Linked DNA regions of Danio rerio: region 1 is linked to region 2. The links are chromatin contacts, called in public Micro-C maps. All regions are on one chromosome and are shown on one strand. Each heading gives the region's core, a stretch centred on a gene start, on an enhancer-like site or on the middle of the called end of the contact. The rest is flanking DNA. Distances are from core to core; before and after follow the strand shown. Region 1 holds the start of crtc3 (CREB regulated transcription coactivator 3). Region 2 overlaps crtc3 (CREB regulated transcription coactivator 3).

What was found. A called contact is a pair of places that touch in the nucleus more often than the background predicts.
Region 1: a contact with region 2 is called in a Micro-C map of caudal fin, with 2.9 times the contacts expected there. The contact joins the promoter of crtc3 here to the enhancer-like site in region 2. A contact is called at or near these places in 2 of 18 Hi-C or Micro-C datasets (caudal fin and an unstated tissue).

What each region holds. Positions count from the first base shown.
Region 1 is chr7:52,470,525-52,477,750 of GRCz12tu, reverse strand. It overlaps crtc3 (CREB regulated transcription coactivator 3), which reads left to right and starts at 2,611. Exons shown (of 15, transcript XM_073907312.1): 1 at 2,611-2,733; 2 at 3,774-4,002. The coding sequence starts at 3,871.
Region 2 is chr7:52,413,087-52,419,969 of GRCz12tu, reverse strand. The region is part of intron 6 of crtc3 (CREB regulated transcription coactivator 3); the gene reads left to right. Among named protein-coding and RNA genes, the nearest start is that of adamtsl5, 57 kb to the right of the region's middle. Within about 2 kb of position 3,544, at least 14 of the 62 cell types and tissues checked have an H3K27ac peak or open chromatin away from gene starts, as enhancers often do. A contact at or near this core is called in caudal fin, where this site is marked.

The DNA.
Region 1 (7,226 bases), core at 1,362-3,861, 59 kb before region 2:
AATGGGTAATTCTTTAATTACGGGCACCTTTATGTCCTTTGATCTTATATCCAAAAATATCTATGATTTTGTTCAAATTCCTCTATCTTTGTCAAACTAACAATAAAACCTACTTTAAAAAATGTACTAGCTTTCTTTTATATATTTTTTCATATTACTCAACCACCTTTTAGGTGTCAAAATCACTGTTTTCACCTTGTTGCACACCCAGTTTTAAACTTCAACAATGAGTATAACATTTTAAAAGATTATTTATCTGGTATCTATTAATGTATCTTAATTAAGCACTGGTGAAATAAATAAATATTTTATAGTTATTAATGTGAGACTATTATCAATATTATTTTTGATACAAAATATAGCTGTCCCACAGTATCTGTGTCATTTCCACCACAACACTGTAATGTCGCTTTAAAAGTTTGTATGAAAGATTATTTAGGTGGGATTATTTAAGTGATATCTGAGAACATCTTGAAGATGGAGGGAACTTACATTTTTATTAACAACACTTAAAGAAAAATCAAGGTAAATATTGCTGGATAAGGAAATACATTTATTCTACCTCATTTTGAAACCTGTTGAACCTTCAAAGATGTATTTAAAAACCAAACAAAATGAAGGTAAATAAGAGTGTTTTGTATACATGACAGGCTAATATTAATTCAAAGCTAATCGGTGAAGCTATTTTTCATTTTTTTCCACAATAAACTGTTCATTCAAATGTTATTTCCATCACCACACACATTAAAAAAATATATTTTAAAAGTTCTCATCACACATTTAAAGTGTATTCACAATGTATAAGTTCATACTCTATTTAACATACAAATTCAGTTTATTTATTTTTGAATAAGCTCTTAACCAAATTAATTACATTTTTGAGTGTGACAGGTGTATAATTCAGCATACAACTAATTTATTTCATTGACAAATGTATATTCATTATATATATATATATATATATATATATATATATATATATATATATATATATATATATATATATATATATATATATATATATATATATATATTGCGGAAAGATTGGTTAAACTAGACACAAAAATGATCTTAGACAATGTTTGACTGCCATCATTTATTTTAGTTTGAAATAAGCTCTATATTGAGATGTGCTGGAATTGACATTTGTTCAGTTAAAAAAAATGGGAAAAAATGTTTCTCTATATCTAAGTTTGTCCTCTTACAGATCTTCAAACTAGACAAATTGTTTAAACTTTTAAGGCTATGTAATGCTAATTTTGAACAAGTTTTTTTTTTTTTTTTTTTTTTTTACTTAACTTTACAAGGCTAAAAGTGCCTGTAGAATTTTGGTTGAAGTTGAAGCTTTTTCAACAGAACTGTGTGTTGGTATAGTGTGTCCACATTCATACTGAAGTGATAGAAACTCAGCAAGTCTCTATTTTTTTTTTAATTTCCTGACCTTAAAGTAGGACCCAAATCCCTGTGATTTTTAGGCCCACCGCAACATGACCTTGAAGTGCAATTTTCCCGCCCACTGAATTGATTGACAGGCGCCATGTTTCTATAATAACAAGTACACACATGCACACAGAAGATTTAATTGCAAACAAACTGGGATTAAAATATTTTTTAAAACTCTGTGATTTTTTGTTAGTTTTATAGGTTTAAAACATTTTTAAAACAGAGCATGTTTGTAATAGACAGTAAAATTGCTATGTAATTCCTAACTACTATAATGACCACGGGCGCAAGGTATCAGTAAACGCTAATATATATGTGTGTGTGTATACTGCAAGCATCATTTGTGTGAGACTCATCATTTCAGAAAGGCTTGAATAAACTCCACCACAAATACATCAAATAAACTTACTTTTAAACGTATTTTTTACGAATGACCTGTATTTCAGCTTCATCCATGTCTGTCTCTGTCACTGACTGCTGTTTATCTGATGTAACGCATAATGAGAAGCAGACACACAGGTGGAAACGGTGGGCAGAGAGAAGCAGCTCATTTGCATTTAAAGCCACAGGCTACAAAAACAGCTTCAGTATACTCAGACATCAAAATGGGCAGATTCTGGATTATTCTATAATAAATAATCTGGTGGGTATTTTAAGATGCACATTTTAAGACAGACACATTCTGGAGACACCAAAGGCTTATCATACACCTTGTAAAAGGGGAAAAATAGGTGCCCTTTAAAATGAGGTTTTTATAAAAAAAAAAAAGGTTCTTTCATCCCTACTCATCCCTATTCTTTGTAAATAACTGTTAATGAAATCAAAGATGGCAAACCTGCTACTTCAGCCTTCTGCTGTCACTTGATCCTTCAGAAACCATTTAAAGAGGCTGATTACTACTCAAGAACAATCTTATTATTTACATTCACTATATATTTTTAACAACAGATAATGCTCCGAGTGTTTGATCCTTTAAGATTCCTCCTTTAAGATTTTCTGTTTTCTTCCCTACTATAAATACACTTTCTGACAGTGGCCTGCGTTATGTGTGCACGCATGATAAGTTACACATTCTCAGCGTAAATATGATGTGTGTGTCCCTTTAAGGGAACTCCACTGCCTCCTTGTGGACACAACTTATAAAACAAAAAATCGCTTTGCAGTTTTGGGGCAGGCTTGAGTATTTTCTCCTCGGCTTGTTTTCATTCGGAGTGAGGGATCGGAGTTGACAAAACAAATGTGCGGCGTGGAGTCACGAGCGGGAGCCTCGCAGTTCAGCTGGATGTACAGGTGATGGACACGGAGAAGAAGAGAGAAGAGCGCAGCACACGCGGACCACACGATCGCATTTCACCGCTGCACTTCGCGAATCAGTAACATCTAAACATTTAGGCAGACTCGTGTGTCAACAGCGGTCGATCAGTGGCCGCAGGACAGCCAGTGTCTGTTGCTCACTTTCAGCCGCTAACGTTACTTTGCTGCGAAGTTGCTGTCGCGCGTACCTGTTTAGACGAGTTTTGAATGCGTAATGAGGTTTACATCGGCGAGACCACTTGTTGAAATCTCACGAAACTAACTCAAGTGTTGTGGACAATCAGGATAACTGAATTAGCTTTATAAGTGATTCTTTAACAGGTCGCACGGGTGTTTGCTGTCATTTACAGTCGGTTTGAGAGAAATCGCTTGTATTGTTTTGATTATCATATTGCTCATTAGCTGGTTAGCTGTCACGGCTGACTTTACGCCGTACATTAGCAAGCAATATCAATCAATTACGCACATTCAGACAGTTAAATCACTAGCTGTCAACCTTAATTCATAAATAATGGTAGGCACTTAAATATTTATGCGGAATCATGAAAAATGCATAATTAAAATCGCTCTTGTTAGAATCCAAAGTATTTAGCCTGCTAGCTAGAGTCGCTACTGAACTTGTTTCGTAAATCCAAGTGAAACATTTCCAAGTAGAAGCTTTTCTGTTTGGTATCGTGCAGTATTTTATTTCTCATCCTGTTTCTTACGCGATACAAAGCAAGAACTACTTTTGTGATGCCAAGCGAAACTGATAATTTAGCGATGTCCAGTTTCCTGACAAACTTTTAGCAAATTCGGCTCATCGCCTGTATACAAATATTGACATTATTAAAATAAAAGGAATTCCCAGATACCATCGATAATTGGCGCTCAAGCGAAATTAACTCCATTAAGTTGTTAATAATACGCTTTCATCGCATTTTCCAGCTCATTAATGGTTGCAAAGCTCTTGTCATTAAAGCGACCTCGTCAAACATCATTAAAGAGACTGGACTGCACTCTTCCTCGCTTTTCAGACATGGAGGGACAACTTAAGCACGTTTAACTTCTATATCGAAGACATTCAACTGTCAGTTCTCTGCGAAGATTATCACGAAACTCTGCGGCCCGACCATGTCTGGATCCCCGGGCTCGAGTGGCTCCAACCCGCGGAAGTTCAGCGAGAAGATCGCGCTGCACAACCAGAAACAGGCGGAGGAGACGCGGGCCTTCGAGCAGCTCATGACAGACCTCACTGTCTCAAGGGTAAGCTCAGCCAAATTAGGAAATTACCTCGCTCCATCGATCTCATACATTAAATTCAGCTGTCTAAGTTTGTCCTGTGCGCAAATGCGTCAGTGAGAATGTGAAATGAACGTTCAATCGAGCTCGTGAGGAGGGATGTGGATGTCTGTAGCACCGCTGTCGCACTGCACGCATATTGATTCATATTGACATCATTAAAGGGCTGATGCATTTAATTTAGCTCATCATATTTGCTAGTCAACACTCGATCAGAGGTGAAGTTAGTTGTATTCTGCAAACGTATTTCTTTCTTGGTGTACAGATGATTTGATTGCAGAAGTCACCATGGCAACCATAGTTTCTACCCAAGATGCCACAGTTACTACAGTAAAACAGTGGTAACATCAGAGATGTTCTTACTACATTTAGGGGCTTTGATGATATTACATTAGACAGAATGGCTGCAAAATCAGCATTGGGCATTTGGTTAAATTCTAGTCTGTTAGATATTTCAAAATTTTGTTTAATTCACCCATTACCTCATTATGCAAAATAGTGTGCTTGAATAAATAAGCATCAGTTTTATTGCTTTGTTAATGTGGCTCTGATTCTCAGCAGGATTATTAAAGAAGGAAATTTATGTATACGCTTTTTGTAATGAATAATGTACATTCATTTGTAAATTAACCCAACATTAAGTCCTAAAGCAGAAAGGCGCTAAAATGATAAGGATTAGTTAGGTCAAAGATGCTCAAACTAGGACCTGAGGACCTTTGATTTGGCCCACCATTAACATGCCTTTAACAGAGAATTCTTTATATTTGTTTTATTGATCAACTAAAAAGTTGAAATGAAATCTTTGAATGAAATTTATTTGTAAATGAATCTGATTATGAATGTAAATACTGTTACTCAATGGACAGAAGACAATGCAGAAATGTCAACGAGTGGGAGCGAATTTAGGATGTTCATTTAAGAGGGGCTTAACTCCTTACAAGTAAAAAAAAAAAAAAAAATATATATATATATATATATATATATATATATATATACACACAGTTGAAGTCAGAATTATTAGCCCCCTAAATTAAATTAGACCGCTTGTTTATTTTTTTTCCTATTTCTGTTTAACCGAGAGAAGATTTTTTTTCAACACATTACTAAAGATAATAATTTTAATAACTCATTTCAAATAACCAATTTATTTTATCTTTACCTTGATGTCTGTAAATAATATTTGACTAGATATTTTTCAAGACACTTCTCTACAGCTTAAAGTGACATTTAAAGGCTTAACTAGATGAATTAAATTAAGTAGGCAGGTTAGGGTAATTAGGCAAGTTATTGTATAAAAGTGGTTTGTTCTTTAGATAATCGAGAAAAAATATAGCTTAAAGGGGCTAATAATTTTGTCCCTAAAATGGTTCATAAAAAATTCAAAATTGCATTTATTCTAGCCGAAATAAAACAAATAAGACTTTCTTCAGAAGAAAAAATATTATCAGACACACTGTGAAAATGTCCTTGCTCTGTTAAACATCATTTGAAAAATATTTTAAAAAGAAGAAAAAAAATCAAAGGGGGCTAATAATCCTGACTTCAACTGTATATATAAACCTAATATTACATTTATAAGTAGTAATTGAATAGTAATACACTTAAAAATGTGTTTAATATGGGTTGTATTCCACTTTATTACATAGACAGCCACAGTCATTTGAGTTCTGAATAAGCCAAATAGGCTCAACCCACCTGTTTACTATAGTAAAAAACACTTTCTATATTCAAGTGCATTTTTTATTTCCATTTATTAAATCAGTGACAGTTTAAACGAGTACATTCTCTAAGTGCTTCTGTCACTTGGTTTAATCCTTTCTGTGCAAGACTGTATGGTATAGTTAATGCCACACGAACTGTAAAGTGTTTAATATTGGTAGTTCATTTTGAAATAAAAATAGCGAATTTGTCATTAAGAGTTTTTTGCTGGAGAAAACAGCTGTGCTGATGAAGTGAACGCTGAGAAAACCAGACTGCTCCTCCTTGACTTTGGGATACAGGTGATACAATGTTATCTATATTAAACTACTGCAAATAAGCAGATACTTTAACAATTTATTGATAAATGCACACCTCGTTCTCTCGCTGTCCACGGCTGTGGTTTGCTGATCAAATGAAAAACAAAAGACAGGAAGAAGCTGAATACTGCTGCCGTTTTCATATTAAATTTAAAGGGGACTGAGGCAATAATTTACAGTTTTAATAGCAAAACTTTGAGGGGCTGAGTAGAAATATAGGGGGCAAAATAAAAAAGGTCTATTGTTGCACAAATGTTTGAGCAGTTTAGTGACTTTTCCACATGCAACATTATGTATTGTAGATAAACCATTAATTTTGATACTACCGTTTATAAAGTACAGTGGCACAGCCAGTATTTTGGAGCCATAGTATCGCGATACCACCAATGTACTGGTAATCCGTGCAACCCTAATAGCAAATAGCAACTTTAACATAATACAGTTTTGTGTATTTACCTTTGGCCCACCACCCTCAATCAAGTTTGGTTTTTGGCCCTTACTATGAAAAAGTTTGGCCACCCCTGGTTTAGGTGGACAAAAGAAGCACTGTTCACTATAAATAATAGTTATAATAATTTACACAGTGCCTTTATAAAACTAAAGGTTAATTATAGGTTTTTCAACTTTTTTTTTGATACTGACTGTACATGATATCTCTTAATATCTGAGGATGTTTGCCAAATAAATAAATAAATAAATAAATAAATAAATCAAATCAAACACACAAATATGGTTACATAGTGTAAGTTAAGTAATTCTCATGACCAGGGGTGCCTAACCTCTGTCCTGGAGGGCCGATGTCCTACAGATTTTAGCTCCAACTTGCCTCAACACACCTGCAGAGATGTTTCTAGAAAGCCTAGTAACAGCTTGATTAGCTAGCCCAGGTGTGTCTGACTGGGGATAGAACTAAACTTTACAGGAAACCGGCACCAAATAATTGACTGCTGGATGTAGCGGATGGCCAACCAGATTACCAAAGGATCTCAATCTTTGATTTCTCAAAATAAAATGTTTCAGACTTGCATAAGTTAACTAAATGGCAAAAGTGTATCATGTATCCTTTCTAGCTAAAAACCAGTGTAAAGTGTATGTTATTATTTATTTAATTAAAAATTCTTAGATGTTAAAGTTTCTGAATAGGAATGCATAATATAAATACAATTTCAC
Region 2 (6,883 bases), core at 2,295-4,794:
AGACATGAACATCATTGAGCACATGTGGGGTAGGATGAAAGAGGAAGCATGGAAAACGAAACCAAAGAATATTGATGAACTCTGGGAGGCATGCAAGACTGCTTTCTTTGCTATTCCTGATGACTTCATCAATAAATTGTATAGATCCTTGCCTAACCGCATGGATGCAGTTCTTCAAGCTCATGGAAGTCATACAAGATATTAAATGTGGATCTCACAGCACCACTACTTAATTTGCTGACATATTATTGTATTTGCAGTAAATTTGTTTTTAAAAAAATTTAGATTTTCATACAGGCGACAGAACTTTTGTCTTGCCAAAATTTGACCTTTCTGTTTTGATTAAATAATAAATCTTGTTTCAGTGAAACTAATTTATTTCAGTGCATTAAACATAATTTGGGAGGGTTTTAGCTTTTCATATGAACTCTTCCTAACACCAATGGATTAAATAAAAGTCAGGTTAATAGCAGGTGTTTCTTCAAATTAGATAAGCGACAAGAATTTTGTCAGGGACTGTAGAGGCATATAATTTAATGCGGTACAGTAACGTGTAACTTGCTTGTTTCGGCTGTCTTCATTTTAAACGTTTCGTGATAATGCGATGGTTTGCAGTATCTGCTTGATTCCTGCTGAATCACGTTTCAGGCACACACAATCTAGCACACATGATCTAGGCAAACCATATATGGTTAATGATGGATCAATCTTCATTTTTTCTTGTTTAGCGACGACTAACTGCATAAGAGCATTATCGCCACCTGTTGAATTTCACAAATATGGCGATCGAGACTGCTCGTGCTAAGATCGCCATTCGTTAGACTGTGAACAGTTTAGGATTTCCCCCGTTTCAGTCATTATTTTATCATTATATCGTACGTAGAGTTGCTGAAGTTTGCCCTGCACACTTGCGTTTTTTTAGAAACGCCTTTAGTTTGGTGCGTCAACTTGAGAACGCACTCAAGTAATTGCTTCGTACTGTTTTTTATTTTTTATTTTTTTTACATTCTACAGGTGATTAAAAGACACAGACGTTTCGGCACAATGTCTTCCTCAGTGCGAATCATTATTATATTGTAACAATCATTTTAACATCTGTGCAGTTTTGGAACTCCAATTATGTCAATAAAAAGTATAGATAGACTGTCTAATTGTAGGATTAAGTAATAAACTAATTCAGGATTTTAATTTAACAGTTAATCTGTATTACTATATTTGTTGATACTATAATTATCACAAATAAGCAGTACTTTATGGTTGAAAAACGCTATATAACAATATAACAACAATATCTTATTTACTATAAATTACTATAGTATTTAACGTGGGAAATCATTAATAAAAAAATTATTATTATTAAAAGGTTATTAAAAGCAAATAAATACTATTCAATCACTGGAGTAAAATATTAATATAGTGTTTTACATTTATTAAATGTAAAAAGATTTGTAATAAATTTAAAGATGTATTATAGCCTAATATGTTTTTACTTGCTAATATTTCCTTCATTATAATGAATCCAGCGAGGCAGTGGCGCAGTAGGTAGTGCTGTCGCCTCACAGCAAGAAGGTCGCTGGTTCGAACCTCGGCTCAGTTGGCGTTTCTGTGTGGAGTTTGCTTGTTCTCCCTGCCTTTGCGTGGATTTCCTCCAGGTGCTCCGGTTTCCCCCACAGTCCAAAGACATGCGGTACAGGTGAATTGGGTAGGCTAAATTGTCCATAGTGTATGAGTCTAAGTGTGGATATTTCCCAGAAATGGGTTGCGGCTGGAAGGGCATCCGCTGCGTAAAAACTTGCTGGATAAGTTGGCGGTTCATTCCGCTGTGGCGACCCCAGATTAACAAAGGGAAAATGAATGAATGAATATAATGAATCCATTATATAAATGAAACCTGTTCAATTTAGAGTGTTTATACTGTATCTCTGAAAAATGTTTCAGCAAGCCCAGCAAACAAGTATCTGCTATACTGACTCTGTCAGATAATAATGACTGATCAGATAGAAAATGTTCATTCTATTATATTGAATGGCGATCGGAAACAATGTTCCCCATTCACCCGTCACGATTGCCATATTTGTGAAATAGTATACACTATTGTTTATTGTGTACAATATTTGTAGACAATATATAAAAATATATTGATGTTGATGTCCGAGAAGACATTAATAACATTAACCTCCGTCGTAACCATATATGGTTTGCCTATATCTTGTGTGCCTGAAACGTGTGTGGGTCTGCGGGTCTGCAGTTGGATATTATTGGCTGAACTGGGCGGATTGTGTGACGTTTGATTCGGGGGATGTTCTGGGGGCGGGGTTTGCGTGCTGTGATACAAGCTACTGGCCAGACAGCGGAAACGCGACATGATTTGCACCTCACTCCTCAAGCTCGGCCTGGCCCGGCCCAATAAATGCCCTGGCTCGCACTGTCCTGACAATGAAAATGCAGCTATTGAGATTGCTTACTTTATATTCAATTATTATTATGTTTTAAATTATGTATTTATTTTATTCAATAATTTTTTTTTCATTTATTAAATATAAGTTCATATATATATATATATATATATATATATATATATATATATATATATATATATATATATATATATATATATATATATATATTATTTTTATTTTATTTTATTTTTTTATGTATTTTTATTTAGATTTAAAAAAATAAAAATTAAATACATTTTAATAAATTAAATAATTTTAATAAATTAAAAACTTTTATTTGTTCATTCATTTAGTTATTTATGTATTTATTTATTTTGTATATTTAATAGGTCATAATAGGTTCAAAAATAACACTCTAGGCATTTTCTATAGCATTGATGCTCTATAAAGGATTGAGTAAAACGTTGGAGTAGAAAGACTGAAATAAGCATTTTCTTGTATAATGTGCTTAAAGTTTGTTCACCCAAAAGTCAAAATTGTCTTCATTAATTCACACTTTGAGTTTCCTTTGTCTGTTCTCAGCCTCTTCCAATAGAATGTTGGACCGGAAACCATTGACTTTTCTTTTTTTATCAGCTCATTGTCTTCAGGTATCCAACATTCTTCAAAATATCTTCTTCTTTTGTTGTTTGACAGAAAAAATAGAACTCCTTAATATTTTGAGTGCTTAAAGATGAATAAATAGTGAGTACGTTTTCATTTTTGGGTGACATATCACTTTAAAGTTAAAGTTAGTTATATAATATGTGTATAGGTCATTTTAGATAAATGTAATTCTAGAAAATACTTCACATATACTATTAATGTGTTTTAGACATTTTTATACTGCAAGTTAAAACGCGACTCTGGACTCAAGCCAAAGTTCTTCTGTTCTAGTTGTCCTTTTTTTCCTGACAGTTACAGCATTGAATAAGACTCTCAGTGAGGGGGAAATAAGGTGTCGCCGTACTTTTTTGTTTGATTCATTGTGCGTCGCAGTTGGGCGTCTGAGACCGGCAGCTTTGCTTTGCTCAGGCGGTGGAGCTGGTTGATCTGGCTTCAGGCCCACGCTGCATCAGTGCTGGACCAGCATCAGCAGAGGAAGCAGAAAGGAGGGTTGTTTTCCACAGGATCTCTGTGGTCTGCGCAAAACAATGCCTCTCCATTGATTCACTTTGCTCTTGTGGTCACAGATTTCTCCTGATATGCATTTTTCTTTTTTTGTCCCTTCATGGGGGTTTCCTTAAAGAGACAGTGCACATTAACACACTTTCAATCCCTTTTTTGTAGTTTGCGTCCTCAGTTTTCAATGGGTGGAGTGAGTGAGTGTGCGCTCAAGGAGACTCATTTCAATGAATCAAATACTTGTGTTAGCTCGGGCAAATGTGCAGCCTGAACTGAACTCTGCTTTAAGTTAATTATATTTTGGGTTCAGTACTTTTATTTTCTTTATCATTGAAAGATGCTTAATTAGTTTTTTTTTTTAAATTGACTGAAAATGCATTTATGATGTTACAAAATGTTTCAAAAAGGACTAAAAGAATCCAAACACACAGTTAAAGTCAGAATTATTAGCCCCCTAAATTTTCTTTTTAACGTAAAGAAGATTTTTTCAGCACATTTCTAAACATAATAGTTTTAATAACTAATTTCTAATCACTGATTTACTGATTTATTTCATCTTTGCCATGATGACAGTAAATAATATTTGACTAGATATTTTTTCAAGATACTTATATAAAGCTGTACTAGATTTTTCAGGACACTATTATTCATCTTAGGTTGCAATTGAAAGCCTAACTAGGTTGGGTTAGCAAGCTTGGGTTATTAGGTACAACAGTTGTTTGTTCTGTAGACCAGTGGTTCATTAAGTGGGCGTTGGGACCCCCTGGGGTGTCTCAGGCCAATAACAGGAGGTCGCTTGGTGATCAATAAATAAATTTGATTAAACTACTAGAATTACCATATTTTAACCATAAACCATAAGTGAAAAGCCATCAGCCTTTTAATTTTTTTCCTAGGATTGGTGTGTTTACGTTCGATTAACAACACCGCTATAGCGTCAGCTGCAGCAGATTGATTTTATAGCAGCAGGTTAATCTTTCTGACACCTTTATGGCAATCAAATAAACATTGAGGATGATCTCTGAGTGGCGTCCTCCAAAATTAAACTTGTGACTTATGACTTGTGCTGAAAACATTGTCTTCATCTTAAGGTGAGGTTAATATTAAATTAAACAAATTAATAAAGGACAATAAAAACGATATGGTTATTAGACTGTTGCACTGTTTTGTGTTGTCAATATGCTTTTGTTTATATAGGGCTATTGTTATGTGCGCAATATTTGTGAATTTGGGGGTCACTAGTCATTGACATTGTTATTTTAGGGGTCGTGGGGTGAAAAGTTTGGGAACCCCTCCTGTAGACACTTGGAAAAAAGAAGTTATACCCAAAGCGGCTAATAATATTGGCTTATGATATAGTTTATGAAAAACTGTTATCATTCTAGCCAAAATTAAACCGGTAGGACAAAATATTGTAAGAAAAGCTGTGAAAAATTCCATGCTCTGAAAACATAATTTGGGAAATATTTAAAAAATAAAAAAAATCACAGGAGGGCGAATAATTTTGACTTCAACTGTATGTTCATCAAATAATGCTTAATGAAATGTATCATGGTTTATGTTTATGAATCGTTTGTTAAATTGGCATATTCAAATGATTTTTGAAGGATTTTGTGACTAAAGACTAGATAATGGCTGCTATAAATTTACTTTTTCATTCTCAGGAATAATTTAAAATCCGACCGAGATTCCGAGATTTTTTTTTTTATGATTTTTTGAGATTAAAAATGACTTTTGAGAAATGATTTTGTAGTGGTAATTTCCAGTAATTTGAAGACAATTTTGCGATTAAAAAAAATAAAAAAAAATAAAATAATAATATATATATATATATATATATATATATATATATATATATATATATATATATATTAATAAAAAAAATTATATATACAGTATATATAGTCTGACACAACGACGATGACACATCATAAAAATAAAGCTTCTTTATTTTGATCTCTTGTCAAGACAAGAACTAAAACGGTAGGGATAACTTTTGATTGTATAACTCTTTATATATATATATATATATATATATATATATATATATATATATATACACACACACACATATATCCACAATCTTATTATTCTCCAATTTAACTCACCGGAGAATCTGACATGTACCTCACTCAGGACTTGCGTTAGGGCTTCCCCTACTGTAATACACCAAAAAAATGTATTGCTGTAAAACTCGTCAATGGCAGGGAAGCGTTTTCTCTGGTTACCTGCAGGGAAAGAGTTAAACGACATCCTTTATTGATTTGACGCACACTATAATACCAGCCATACATGTAAAACACAAATAATGTCCTTCAATTTGGTCTTCATCTTTGTAAGCATCCAGCAGCTGTCATCCTTGAATCACTCTCCATCATTGTAAAGCCTGGTTTATACTCGACGCGTCCGCTACTTCGCTTGATTGTATGCGGCGAATGTGACGTCATCACGGAGTTTGTGTAGGTTTGCTTTGGGTGCGCGTCACATGATTTCAATCGGCGGAGCAAATGCTTTGTTTTTTTTTATACTTGAGCGAACAGTGCACATGGTGCAACATTTGATTTGGGTTGAATATGAATCACTTTGAAGAGATTTTGTCTGAAACAGGGTGACTGTACAGACATCTTTATAATCCCTGATCATAGAGATAACCAGATGACCAATAATTCCTGGCTAGAAATTGCAACAGCCGTGGGAAAGGAGGAAAGTTTTTGTTAAAAGGTTTGGGAAACCTGAGGGATACGTTTGTTAAAGCCAAAAAGGCCCTGACAAAAGTAGAGCGACTAGGTACACAATTACAGAAATATGTTTTTCCACCAGTCATGGGTTTTACACTGATGTATACATTACAATTTTGAATTTAAAACAATTTAATATCAAAACTATAATTAAGGAACTAATCATTTCTTTGATAACTGGAAAGGAATATTTGAACCTATCAGTTTACATATACTGATGCCCTGTTTTTATAGGCTTTATTGGTGATAATGGTCAGGAATGTTGGATCATTATTTTCTTTTTAGCATAAGTATAGGACAGAAACTAGTCAGAGAGTAATGTGTGAATTGTGAAGCGGGCTAAATCTAAAATAAACTTTAATAGGTAAAACTGTTCGAGATATGAACAAAAGCAAGTGATGCGTCAAAGTTTGATTTTGAAAAAAATCTTGAATGGTTATAAAATCTTTATAATTATTAAAACAATTAATAAAAACATTAAATATATTTAGTTTAAAAATATTGAACGATATTAATGATATGATGTTGTTCCTGAAACTTTCTACTTCTCTGTTTATTCGTCTGACTTTACGGTCAGTTTAT